Linked DNA regions of Mus musculus: region 1 is linked to region 2. The links are chromatin contacts, called in public Hi-C maps. All regions are on one chromosome and are shown on one strand. The core of a region is the stretch at or near the end of the contact, and the rest is flanking DNA. Distances in the headings are between cores, read along the strand shown. Region 1 holds the start of Nucks1 (nuclear casein kinase and cyclin-dependent kinase substrate 1). Region 2 holds the start of Yod1 (YOD1 deubiquitinase).

Evidence for each region. Hi-C and Micro-C count contacts between places; a contact is called where the count stands out from the background.
Region 1: a Hi-C map of natural killer cells shows a contact between it and region 2, with 14 times the contacts expected there. The contact joins the promoter of Nucks1 here to the promoter of Yod1 in region 2. A contact is called at or near these places in 1 of 39 promoter capture datasets (erythroid cells) and 1 of 484 Hi-C or Micro-C datasets (natural killer cells).

The regions. Positions count from the first base shown.
Region 1 is chr1:131,907,297-131,913,733 of GRCm38.p6, forward strand. It overlaps Nucks1 (nuclear casein kinase and cyclin-dependent kinase substrate 1), which reads left to right and starts at 3,162. Exons shown (of 7, transcript NM_175294.3): 1 at 3,162-3,454. The coding sequence starts at 3,438.
Region 2 is chr1:130,713,440-130,719,674 of GRCm38.p6, forward strand. Yod1 (YOD1 deubiquitinase) reads left to right here and starts at 3,888. Exons shown (of 2, transcript NM_178691.4): 1 at 3,888-4,372; 2 at 5,277-6,235. The coding sequence starts at 4,045. The coding sequence ends at 5,980. Pfkfb2 (6-phosphofructo-2-kinase/fructose-2,6-biphosphatase 2) reads right to left here and starts at 2,382. Exons shown (of 15, transcript NM_008825.4): 1 at 2,282-2,382; 2 at 1,027-1,137. The coding sequence starts at 1,117.

The DNA.
Region 1 (6,437 bases), core at 1,912-4,411, 1.2 Mb after region 2:
TTAGCCCAGCGTGGTGGCACACGCCTTTAATCCCAGCACTTGGGAGGCAGAGGCAGGCAGATTTCTGAGTTCGAGGGCAGTCTGGTCTACAGAGTGAGTTTCAGGACTATCAGGGCTACACAGAGAAACCCTGTCTCGAAAAACCAAAAAAAAAAAAAAAAAAAAGAACTAGAACTTTGACTCTCATTCTCTTAAAGAAGCTGGGCATAAACAATGTCTCTGGGGCTCTAGAGATGGCTCAGTGTTTAAGAACACTGACTGCTTTTCCAGAGGTCCTGAGTTCAGTTCCCAGCAACCACATGGTGACTCCCAACCATCTGTAACGGGATTTGATTGATGCCCTCTTCTGGTGTGTCTGAAGACAACTATAGTTGTACTCATATACATAAAATAAATCTTTAATAAAAAAATCTTTGGTATTGAAGAGGAACAGTGACAATCCTCTTTGACAACTCTAAAGTTCAGGTGTCTCTGTCAGTGAACACCTTCACCACTACAGGCCGGGCTGCAATACGGAAGCCGGCAGAAATGCTTCCCAGCATCCTATACCAGCTTGGTGCAGATACTCTGACTGGGTGACAGAGAGTGGCAAATAGCTCTGCCCAAACAACCTGGGAATGGCAAAGCACCAGCTGCTACTGGAGAGGAGAGGGATGAAGTTGCAGTCCTGTGGAGAATTTTGATGAGGTTTTCAAAAATGGAGCAACTGACTTGAGGCAATTTGTGAGGAAGATGAAACTTAAAGAAGTTACTGGGCTGCTATTTCATGTCATGACTGCTTTAAAAAATTTATATGACTCTGATAAGACCTACATCTTTACTATTTTTATGTTCAAGCCCCTTGGACTCTGCAGCTCCTTTTGGTTGTTGGTTACACACAGTTCACCCTTCGCAGCAAATTAAGCTGAAGCAACTCGGGAATCAAGTTTGAGAAAAGTTAATAAAATTCTTTGTCTAATTTTCCTCTGGTCTCTACATTCTTGCTATGGTATACACACATGCACCCATGCACACACACACACCAGAGACATATAAAAAAAATTTTAGAGATGGGTTTTGGTGGTGGTTATGCAACAACATGAATGTCCTTAATGCCACAGAAGTGTAAATGGCTAAGACCGCACATTTTATGTAAATTTCCTTTTGTGTAGCCCTGACTGTTCTCAAACTTGCTCTGTAGACCAGGCTGACCTTGAACTCAGAGAGATCTGCCCATCTCTGCCTCCTGATTGCCAAGATTAAAGTCATTTGCCACCACTACCCAGCTGTTAGAGATTTTTTTTTTTACCATATATTTTTTTAAGTGAAGAGGAAATGACGTTGAACGGAAAGGATCAAGAATAACTTTTAAAATTCTTCTCTTTTGCTGCTTTCTTCCCTTAGATAAGTAGAATTTTACACTGGGAGACTTTCAGGAAGCAGATAGTGATGTGGTTTGTTGCTTAGGGACTATATCTTCACTTGGTTTTGTTGTTGACTCAGGGGCTTTCGCAGTCCAAACTGTCCTCAAACTCCCTATGTAGCCAGGCATGACCTTGAACATCTATCTCCTTGACTGATGGCATTATAGGTGTGTATCCTCTTGTCCAGTTTCAGGAGGTGATGAAGATTGAACTCAGTGCTTACTGTGTGCTGAGCAGTTACTCTCAGCTGAGCAACATCCCCACTCTTCAAGTGAAACACTGGCTCTGGCAAGTATTGAAATCGATTTACAACATCATAAAGTGTGTTAGTTTTCTATCCGTATGACTTGAAATATCAACTTACAAGAATACATTTATTTTTCTACAGTTTCATATGTTTCCATTGAGGGCTGCTTGGTCCTAGGGCTTTGTGTCTGTAGAGAGCAAGAGCATCATGGTGAAAAGCATTTCAGCAAAGTGAAACAGATGACATTGTGTTTACAGGCTGCAAGCAAGAAAGACAGAGGGTGGTCAAGTCAAGGTTCCCACATCATGTTAAAGTGCTCACTCCTAATGTCCTAACTTCTACCAGGTCCTGCCTCTTAAATCTTTGGCATATGGGTCCCTAGGGAACATGGAATCCAAACTATAACAGGAAGTAAATCCTAGATATTAATACAAAGATACTGTGCTCTACTTCTGATTTAGGCATTCAGTCTTGAGGCAACTCGAACTACTTTTTTTTTTTTAAGATTTATTTATTTATTATATATGAGTACACTGTAGCTGTCTTCAGACACACCAGAAGAGGGCATCAGATCTCATTACAAATGGTTGTAAGCCACCAGGTGGTTGCTGGGATTTGAACTCCGGGACCTCTGGAAGAGCAGTCAGTGCTCTTAACCACTGAGCCATCTCTCCAGCCTCCCTGCCCCCCCCCCCCGAACTAATTTTATCTTCTATTAAAAACGGAACCTAACACTTAAGCCCAGACTAAAGGCCTTTCAACATAGCACCTTGTTTAGTTCTAGTAATAAGGTAGCCTTGTATCCTACTCTACTCATCATAAAACTGAGGTGCACAGAGGAAACCTAGTTAAGTACTAAGTGGTGGACTTAGAATTTTGAAGCAAGCGTTTTGTCACCAGTCTCCCTCTTAACCATTAATCACCTCTTTCTCTTTGAAATGCTAATATCAGAAATTGAGGTTTTAATGAGTGTTAAGTAGCTCTCAAAGATCAGATTGGGTAGAAGATATTCCTTGTGAACCCAACTCTCTACTTCAGCAGCGTGACTGAGCCCTGGGAGGTTAACGCTGAAGTCAGAGTACAGGATTTCTAAGATTAAGGTCAAATTTTTGAACCTAAGTAATTTCCCTCCAATTCTTAAGTGACGAATCTGCTGCCTATCCCATGAGTCTTGCAATTAGCTGATTTGCAAAATAATCAAGTCAGGAGAAATTAAATCCATTACAGAACCACCTAGTCCACAGAGAACTCTATATAAATCAGGTTATTTGGCAGGGGGTCCAAGATATAACCCAAGCCGAATCTGCAGCTCTGGCGTGGAAGACAGGGGGCGGGCAATCGGCGACCATTTTTGTTTTGCGGCCGTGCGCTCTCAGCGCATCTTGACTAACAGGACCCCATGGAGGAGGCGGGGCCTATCCGGGAGTGGGGCGGGGCTGGGAGGCGTGATGATTCAAATGGACTAATGACTAGGGCGCATCTGACAGGAGTCACCAATGAGCGGGCGTGCTGGGGCGGAGCGCACAAACCCTACGGGGTTTGGTTGCACCGCGGCTTTGGCGCATTTTCGGCTGGTTTGATTCATCCATTTTGAAGAGACGGGGGAGCGGGGGGCTCGTCAGATCCAGGGACCTCAAACCAGCAGCCGCCGACTCTTGAGAAGCCAGCAGCCCGGGGCTCGGCAGCAGCGGCCCCGCCGGCCGGAGCGGGGGGGTGGGGCGCCGAGTGCGCGGGGAGGGGGGTCCTGGTCCTCGGCTCCTCGACTTGGTCGCGCCTCGACAGCGAACATGTCTCGGCCTGTCAGGTCAGTGCGGAGTCCAAGGCCCGGGGCGGGCCGAACGGGCTGGGGTGAGTGGCGAAGGACCTGGGCAACGGGCCTGGAGTCGTGCTCCTGACTACCACGCGCGGCCTTCTGTCGGGGGCCGCGCGCGCCCTTGCGCGTGGGTGCTCGGCGGCGCGCAGGATGGCGGCGGCGCGCACGGGCGCGTCGCCTCCACCCCGCAGGGTCCGGGTCGGCTCCGCGGCCGCCCCCACCTCCGCCATGGCCCTGGCGTGGGCTTGGCGCGCACCAGGCACACCATAGGCCGCACCCCTGGGCCCTGTTGGAGCCTACGGCCGACCCGGGTGCGAACACGGAGGACTCGGTCCTCCAGAGGCTCGCCGGCTTAGCGTTTTGGCGAGCGAGTTGCTTGTGCCCCGCCGCCCGGCCCCGCCTCCATTCTCGGGGTCGCGGCAGGCCCCGCCTCCTAGCCCGGCCTGGGCGGAACCCACGTTTTCCTTTCCCCTTGGGGCAAAAGTGAGTTTTGACACTGAGCCCCGTAAAATAAGGGCCACAGCCTCTCCCCACTTGGGAGTTCTGAACGCATTAACCCCAAGTTTTCTCTTTCCACCGCTTGCAGACAAATGCCCTTCCTCCAGGGACGTGCTTGTTAACCCAAATCCCGTGTGGTTCTCGTTCCCCCTCACCCCGCAGTACGCGTCTCTTGCTACTTCTGTAACCCTCTCTTTCCCCGTGTGACGTTAATCGTAAATGGACTACGATCCACTAGCGATCAGACTTTTATTCACATGGCTTCAAGAAGTTTTCGGTTTCCCCTCACTCGGTGGGCTCCCCTTTAATGCCCTCCAGAGCTGTTGTATAGAATGTGGCTTGGGTGGAGGGTGTGGTTTAGTCCAATCTATTAAGGCCTGAGAGACAGAGGGACAGAGACCGAGACCAAAGTCAATAGATGTTACTTGTAAAGGAGCTTTACCTGGCCCCATTGCCTTTAGTTCTTAACTATTTTTACAGTTATGAATTCATTTCAAGTTTTGGTATCGAAAGTATCCCAATACCAAGGAGAGGTTTGGATCTGGCAACGGTTTTGTGCCCCACTATGTCTCCTTGACAAGATAATCTATTGGTGGTAGATTACCACCCCTCCCACTCGCGAGAGGGAACTGCGGAGGATGAATTACCTACCAGCTTGCTTTTTCCATTCTGTTTTAACCTGCACCTCCAAATTACCATGTCTTCTGTGTGATGTTTGGGAAGTAGTCAATATGACTGTTCCAGGTTATAGTGAGTTCTTTGAGGACATAAATCTAACCAAACTGTACCACCAACTCAAATTACTTTTTTCTAGACAGGGTTTCTCTGTGTAGCCCTGGCTGTTCTGGAACTCACTCTGTAGACCAGGCTGGCCTTGAACTCAGAAATCCGCCTGCCTCTGCCTCCCGAGTGCAGGGATCAAAGGCGCCACCACTGCTCAGCTGAGGTCTCTTGTATAATAAATTAGTTGGTCCTTTTGCTAGAAAGATATGTCTTTTCTTTTAAAAAAAATTTTTTTTAATTTGGGGAGAGGGTGTCTCATGGAGCCAAGGCTCCCATGGAACTCTTCTGTAGATCAGGCTGGTTTGAATCTGCCTCTGCCTTACAAAAAGGTGAGACACTACTACTACTGGCTCATTTAGCTTTGTAACTAACTGTTCCACTTGGTGGCTATTGAAAGTTAAATTAAGTAAAGATTACTGGAAATAAAACTTGTGTTTCTCATTCACACAGTACTTCAGATAGGGTATGGGTCTGCACTCTGCACTGTGCTTTTAATGCTAAATAACTCCTGGTGGCTTGGGAGCACCTCAGAAATGTCCCCTTATGCTGGGCGTGGTGGCACACACCTTTGGTCCCAGCACTTGGGAGACAGAGGCAGGCGGATTTCTTAGTTCTAGGCCAGCCTGGTCTACAAAATGAGCTCCAGGACAGCCAGGGCTACACAGAGAAACCCTGTCTTGAAAAAACAAAAAACAAAAAAAAAAAAAAAAAGAAGAAGAAGAAATGTCTCCTTACTCCACAAAATAATAGTACTGTTTTCTAAAAGAATTGGTGTGTTTTTGTTTTTGTTTTTTTTTGAGGCAGGGTTTCTCTGTGTAAGAGCCTTGGCTGCCTGGAACTCCCTCTCTAGACCAGGCTGTTATCAAACAGATCTGCCTGCCTCAGCCTCCTGAGTGCTGGAGTTAAAGACATTCCTAAAGGCACATGTCCTAAAAGGAGTTTTTGATGGATTTTTGTTTTCGTTTGTTTTGTTTTTCTTTTTCTTTTTTTTATTTATTTATTTTTTTAAAGAACATTTGCCTTCTTTATTTTTTTTTAAGATTTATTTATTTATTATATGTAAGTACATTGTAGCTGTCTTCAGACACTCCAGAAGAGGGAGTCAGATCTCGTTACGGATGGTTGTGAGCCACCATGTGGTTGCTGGGATTTGAACTCTGGACCTTCGGAAGAGCAGTCGGGTGCTCTAACCCACTGAGCCATCTCACCAGCCCTTGTTTTGTTTTTCTCAAAGGGAATAAAAAAATTAGGTGGCAAACTTTGACAGCAGACATCATGTGTCCAAGTGGCCTACAGAACCTAGATTTTATAGTTAATAGAGTCCTGCTCGTTTTCCAACTCCACAGTGACCACTTTACTTTCCTGTATGTATGTGGGTGTGAACTACCACCTGTCTGGTTAAGGTCAGAGGACAACTTGTGGAATCACCTCTGTTCTTATTGGTCCTGTGGATGGACTGTAGTCTTGGCACAAGTGCCTTTAGCTGCTGAGCTGTCTCACTGGCCTTTTCCTCTGCAATGTGTGTGCCCATGTACTTGTGTGTGCCTATATACTCGTGTGTAAAGAAGCCTCTTAATCATGCTTTGAGGTGAGACATGCCCTGGGACACTTATTATGTGGGTGCTGGCATCCAAACTTCTTCATGAGGCATGACACTCTATGAGTGTATTGTTTGTTTTCTGGCTTTTGTGGA
Region 2 (6,235 bases), core at 2,638-5,137:
CCACCTCCTTCTACCTACGCATACACATAAGCACTTCTCCATAAAGGGAGAACTGACCAGGGGGGTTCCAGAAAGAAGAGTGCTAGAAGGCTCCTGAGGTTTCCAGAAACCTTCCAGAGGACCAAGTCCCCAGACTTCTAGGGAAGTGTACAGCCTTGCTTAGGAATGTAGAGTCCAGGGAACAAGAAATGATGCTTGAGTCCCCTGCCACCATTTCTGCCATCTCTGTATATTAAAATGCTTGTGTGAAAGAATCTGCAAAACCCCAAAGCTAACCCTGCAAGAACTTCAAGCACCCGACACTGAGTCACATGTCAGAGCTCATTCCCCTCGGGGCAGGGAGGAACAGGACAAGGGCTGGCTCTCACCTGCATCTTGGGTTAGTTTTTTAAGACAGGTCTCAAGTAACCCAGGCTTACTCTGAACTAAGTATGTGTGGTTGTGCACACCCTTGAACCCCTCATCCTCTGCCTCCACCTCACCAGGGCTTAAATTATGGGTGGGGACCACCATGCCCGGCTTCTGCCTTCAATATATGCAATGAGTGTTGCCTTCCAAGAACACAGTCCAAGAGATAAAAGGAACTGAGAGTGACAGCCCCAGGTTACTTGCGTACCTTGACACTTGGCCATCCTATGTATAAAATAACTTGCTCTAGCTCCCACATACCCCTAATGAAAGCATCAAGAAGCCCCAAGGATACTAAGCCTACTAGTTTGAGACAGGGAACTGCTCACTGTGGACTCTGTCTTAAGTCCTATGCCATGTGTCTCACACATCTGTACTCAAGAGGTTATAAGAGGAAACTTGCATGATGAGTCAGAGGGCAGCCTGGGTTACACTGCAAGTCCCCAGCAAGTCAGGGTTCTGTGCTAAGATCCAAACGCAAAATAAATAAAACATAAACTGCCATGCAAAGAATTACTCCCCACCCCCACAGAGAAAAAGAGTCTAGGATACAAATACATTTCTGGGACAAAAACCCCACGAGGGATCCGCAGCCAGTCACTCTTTACCAGAACTCACAGCATGTCTTCCCTGCCCTTCGCAGATTTGAGGCGTGGGGTTTATAGCTGCTGTTGCAGTCTTCTGGGGAAAATGTACTATTCTCAGACATGGTAGTTCTTCAGGAGGCACCTGGGAAAGGAGAGATAATAAAATAGAAGGAAGGGAAGGAAGGTATCCCTAAAAATGGTGCAGAGAATTAGTGTGACAAAGGGAAGAAGCCCCTACCAAGATCCAGGTCCAGCCTCTTGCTCCTACTTCACAAACACTTGTTCTTGGGTGTCACAAACCTGACTCCTCACGTATACAGCTGCACCCCAACTTTGCAGTTCTTTGCTGACTTGGTTCACACTCATACATCTCAAACCCAGCAAGCCTTCCAGTAATCTTAATAAAGCAGATTTTCCTAGCATGATTACTTCGTCTTATTTTACAGAATTGACAAATGAAGATAACCAAAGTACCTTGTTCAAGTTTCTTGCCCTCACATTCTAAGTTTAAGAATACAGACAGAACAGAGGTGGGAATCAGAAGCGCTGGAGATGCGGAGAGATGAAGTGCACTTGATCAAGAAAGCAACCCCAATCCAAAGGAAAAACTCAGTCTCGGCGGGGGGGCGGGGGGGGGGAGAAGGAGGGAGGGAAGGAGAGGGAGAGAGGGAAGGAGAGAGAGAGGGAAGGAGAAAAAGGAGAGGGGAAGAGGGAAGGAGAGGGAGGGGAAGAGGGGGACAGGGAGAGAAGGGAGAGAATGAGAATGAATTTGGAAACTGGTGAGAGGGACGGACGGGGTGAAAGCACACTCTAGGAAGGAAGAACTGTAGTGGAGCTGTGATAGCCCTAGCATGTTACATTCTCTGACGTTCTCCACCCTCCCTGCCCTTTCCTATCCATACCCTAGGGCGCAGCGGAAGTAAATGACTTATGGAATGTTACCTGCAAAATAAGCCTTGCGTCCTGATATCAACTAGGGTGAGAGGGACTGGGACTCACTACTCAAACCCCGATGCCAAGGAGCTCAAGACAAAAGATTCTATTTAAAAAAAGGAAAAAAAGAAAAGAAAAGAAAAAAGAAAACCCGTGCACGGCTCCTGGCCTGACAGAGCCAATTCTCCAGTCCTCACTCCGCAGCTGCGGCTCAGTGTCCCTGAAGGGCTGCACGCCCAGGAGCGTCACCCGGAGCTACACTTCCCGAAAGCACGAAGCACTGTCGCTCTGCACCATCCCCGCGCCCGCGCAGCACCCCAGCCCCGCGTCCAGACTGCTCAATTACCGCTCACCCTATGACCTGTCCTATTCGTCCTCCCTGCTGTAGACCCAGTGTCGCCACCGGAGCACCGGGTACCAAAGCTGGCAGACAGACTGAAGTAGTCCGGGCTCCGGGGGTTGGGGCGAGTCACGTGGGGCGCTTGGCCCCGCCCACGCTGGCGTCAGCCCTCACCTGGAGGCACGCTGGACCAATGAAGCACCTGCAGGGCAGGGGGCGGGCTCCTGGGGTCTGGGAGGACCTGTGACAGCCTAAGGCTGTCAGCTCGCAAAGCAGCCGGCCCAGGGGAGCTTGGTGGCATTGTTGCCTGGAAACAAATGGAGCTGGAGGCGGGGTGAATTAAAAGCCTTCCCTTCCCCCCCCCCCTTCCCTTATTCTCGCGAGACCTGTTTGGCTGACATCTTGCGTGGGAGTGACTGGTGAAAAGTGAGGCTTAACGCCTTCGTTCCTGAATCTCCAGCTAGACTAGGTTCTGGGAGGTTGAGGTCGGCTTGTAAAGATGCCTTGCTGGCTACCAGAAGGCAAGAGCTAACTAACTACAACTTCTGGTCAGCATCCTTGGAGCCTATGGATCCGGGAGCCTCCCATTCACCAGACAGGTGACTCCAAAGCATGTTCCTTGATTTCCCCCTCCATCCCTGGACCCAGGCTACATTATCTGTGGTCATCTGGAAGAGCCAAGGAGGAGGAGAAGTGCACCCGCTCCTGGTGTGAGGGTACAGAGGGACAGATTCGCTGTAACTGATTCACAGTAGAGGCTGTTGCAGTGGGGTTTATATCTCCCAGAACTACTTTTCAAAGTCACTCCCCCTGCACACCATTGGTACCTGACAATGCTTGACAGTCCAGAGTGGGGAGGGGGACTTGTTTGCTGCTTTGGCTAAACGGTGGGGGAGGGACCCTAGAACTGTTTTCACTCCTTCCTTCTTGACCCGAGAGTCAAGTCATCTTCCACACAATCCAAATATGCGTTTCACACCCCCGCGGCGAGTTCCAGCGTGCTACGAACTGTCATTATTCGGCGTTTACTGCACACCTTTAGAACTATGGTCAAGGCAGTCTCGGGCTCCCGGGCTACAGAGTTGGAAACTGGCTAGCTATCTGGTCAGGTCTCCTCTCTGCCCGTCTGTCTTCTGTCTCTCGGCCACCGCGAGGACTGCGTTGCCATGATGAAGTGTCTTCCTACTGGGATACGAGGAATCGGACTGGAATCCTGATGACCAAGAGTGAGTCCTCTTGAGCCCTGCCACCAACCGCGGGAGTGAGGCGATCGCCCCAGGCACGGCTGCTGACCTCATACAGTCTTTCTGAGGTGGCAGATGGACGCTTTCAAGTTCGTCTCACGGGACTCCCCGCTCGTCCCGTCCACTTGGCCTCAATGAATCAGTTCGGCGCAGCCACGAACCCCGCCAGCGGCGTGACTGTTTGGTGGGTCCTTCTGACCTCTCTTGGCATTTGTTTACCTTCCCGACGATGAGTCGGCTCTGCCTGGTGTTTGGGAGGCTGCTTTCATCATTGGCGACCTCCCTGCAAGGTGACATTCTGCTCTGCTAGACTCGGGAACTCCTTCCCCGCCCTCCTCCCTGGAGCATAAATGCTGCCGACGCGAAGCTCGCCTCACCGGAGCGCTCGGGAGAGCCGGCCGACCCCCAACCCTCACCCGCGGCCGCCCTTGCCACTTTAAGAGCCCGCGCCGTTTTTGGAAGGACCGAGGCCGAGTCCCCCCCACCCCCCACCGAGGTGTCGCGAGAAGCGCCCCAGCGGCCACCTCTCGCGATGTTTGGAGGCGCCAAAGGCGGCCATTTTGGGGTCCCCCCCGCTGGTTACTCCGGCGCTGTCCCCCAGTCTGAGGCTGGGACCAAGGCTGGCCCCGCAGGAGGCCGGCCGGCCGACACTATGTGGCGGGTCCGCTGCAAGGCCAAGGGTGGCACCCACCTTTTGCAGGGTCTTTCCAGCCGGACCCGCTTACGGGAGCTGCAGGGCCAAATCGCCGCTATCACCGGCATCGCTCCCGGCAGTCAGCGAATCCTCGTTGGCTACCCGCCCGAGTGCCTGGATCTCAGCGACCGGGACATCACTCTTGGGGACCTGCCCATCCAGTCAGGTACGGGCACCGGCCGGGGCCGGGGAAGTCTTGGAGGACGTGGAGGGGAGAAGAGTGAAGCTAGTAAGGCAGAGTGCCGATGTGACAGCTAGGGGCTTCGAGGACCAGAACTCCGGGAAGGCCGGGGCAGGTGTCAAGTCCTTTACTTGTGATTTAGAGACAAGGCTGGAGTCTTGAAGTCCCCTGTTCCCCAAGCCTGCTTCCAGGTCATTTGTTTCCTCTGCTTTCCCAAAGGACAGCAGGACCCTTGTTCCCTGACGGGATGGTTCTTTTTCCCTATCCCGATCAGCAGGTCAGCGGTTGAGATACCAATTTTTCGTTTTCCCTGTGTGTTAATTTCTTTTTATCTTGTGTCTCATATATATATATATATATATATATATATATATATATATATATATATATATATATATACATACATACATACATACATACACACACACACACACACACACACACACTTGGACGTTGTGTTTATTGCTGTAGAATTAACCAACAGCAGTTACTTGTTCCCAGGTTTAGAACTTGAACGTCAGTGTTGACCATTCAAAGCTTTTTCCATTTTGTGGCAAGGCCCCTCGAATCGAGCTGTCAGATGGTATAGGCATGCGAAGTGCAAAGAACACCCCAGTGACCTACCTAGTCTGTGGAGAACATCTGAAAGATTTGGTTTTTAAGTTGAAATGCAGCGCGGAGCATTTTGTTCTGTTTGCCTCTTTCTGAAGACACTGAACTAAACACAAACAAACTTAGAGAGTTACTGGCCTCTTGTTTACAAAGTTGTGTTCTCCTTGGTAACCCGCTTTATACTTTTAACTCCTTTGCTTTCTAATTTTCTGAGTTGGCTAATAAACACCCAATCTATAATTTCTCTGCAGTTCTGGATTTGTTTTATTTTTGACAGGTGACATGCTGATTGTTGAAGAAGACCAAACCAGACCAAAAGCTTCACCTGCGTTTTCAAAATATGGTGCTCCTAGTTATGTCAGGGAAGCTCTGCCTGTGCTTACCAGAACCGCAGTCCCAGCAGACAACTCTTGCCTCTTTACCAGTGTGTACTATGTCGTGGAAGGAGGAGTCTTGAATCCAGCTTGTGCCCCTGAGATGAGACGCCTCATAGCACAAATTGTAGCAAGTGATCCAGTCTTGTATAGTGAGGCGATACTGGGAAAGACAAACGAAGACTACTGTGATTGGATCAGAAGGGATGATACGTGGGGGGGGGCAATCGAGATCTCAATCCTGTCTAAGTTTTACCAATGTGAAATATGTGTAGTAGATACACAGACAGTCAGAATTGATCGTTTTGGGGAAGATGCAGGATATACCAAAAGAGTTCTGCTTATCTACGATGGCATTCACTACGATCCGCTTCAGCGTAACTTCCCTGATCCAGATACCCCTCCTCTGACCATTTTCTCCTCAAATGATGATATTGTTCTTGTACAAGCACTGGAATTAGCTGATGAAGCTAGAAGAAAGAGACAGTTCACTGATGTAAACCGCTTCACCCTGAGATGCATGATCTGTCAGAAGGGCCTAACCGGACAAGCAGAAGCAAGGGACCATGCCAGGGAGACAGGCCATACCAACTTTGGAGAGGTGTGATCTATTCATAAGAGTGGGAGCCTACTACCTCACAGATCCAGAAGGCTCTGGGTTTTCCAATAAGCTATTCATAACCCTACAGAATAGAACACAATGCTTGGACCATCCTTTTATCCTAAACTAGTATGACTGACACTGAAATTCCTTGTTAAGATTAAAATCAGTGTGCAAGTTTACAGATGTGTGTCTACACTAGTGGCATGCCCTCTTTCTACTGGGGGTCGGAATAAGGTGGTTTTGGCCACTTGGGATGCT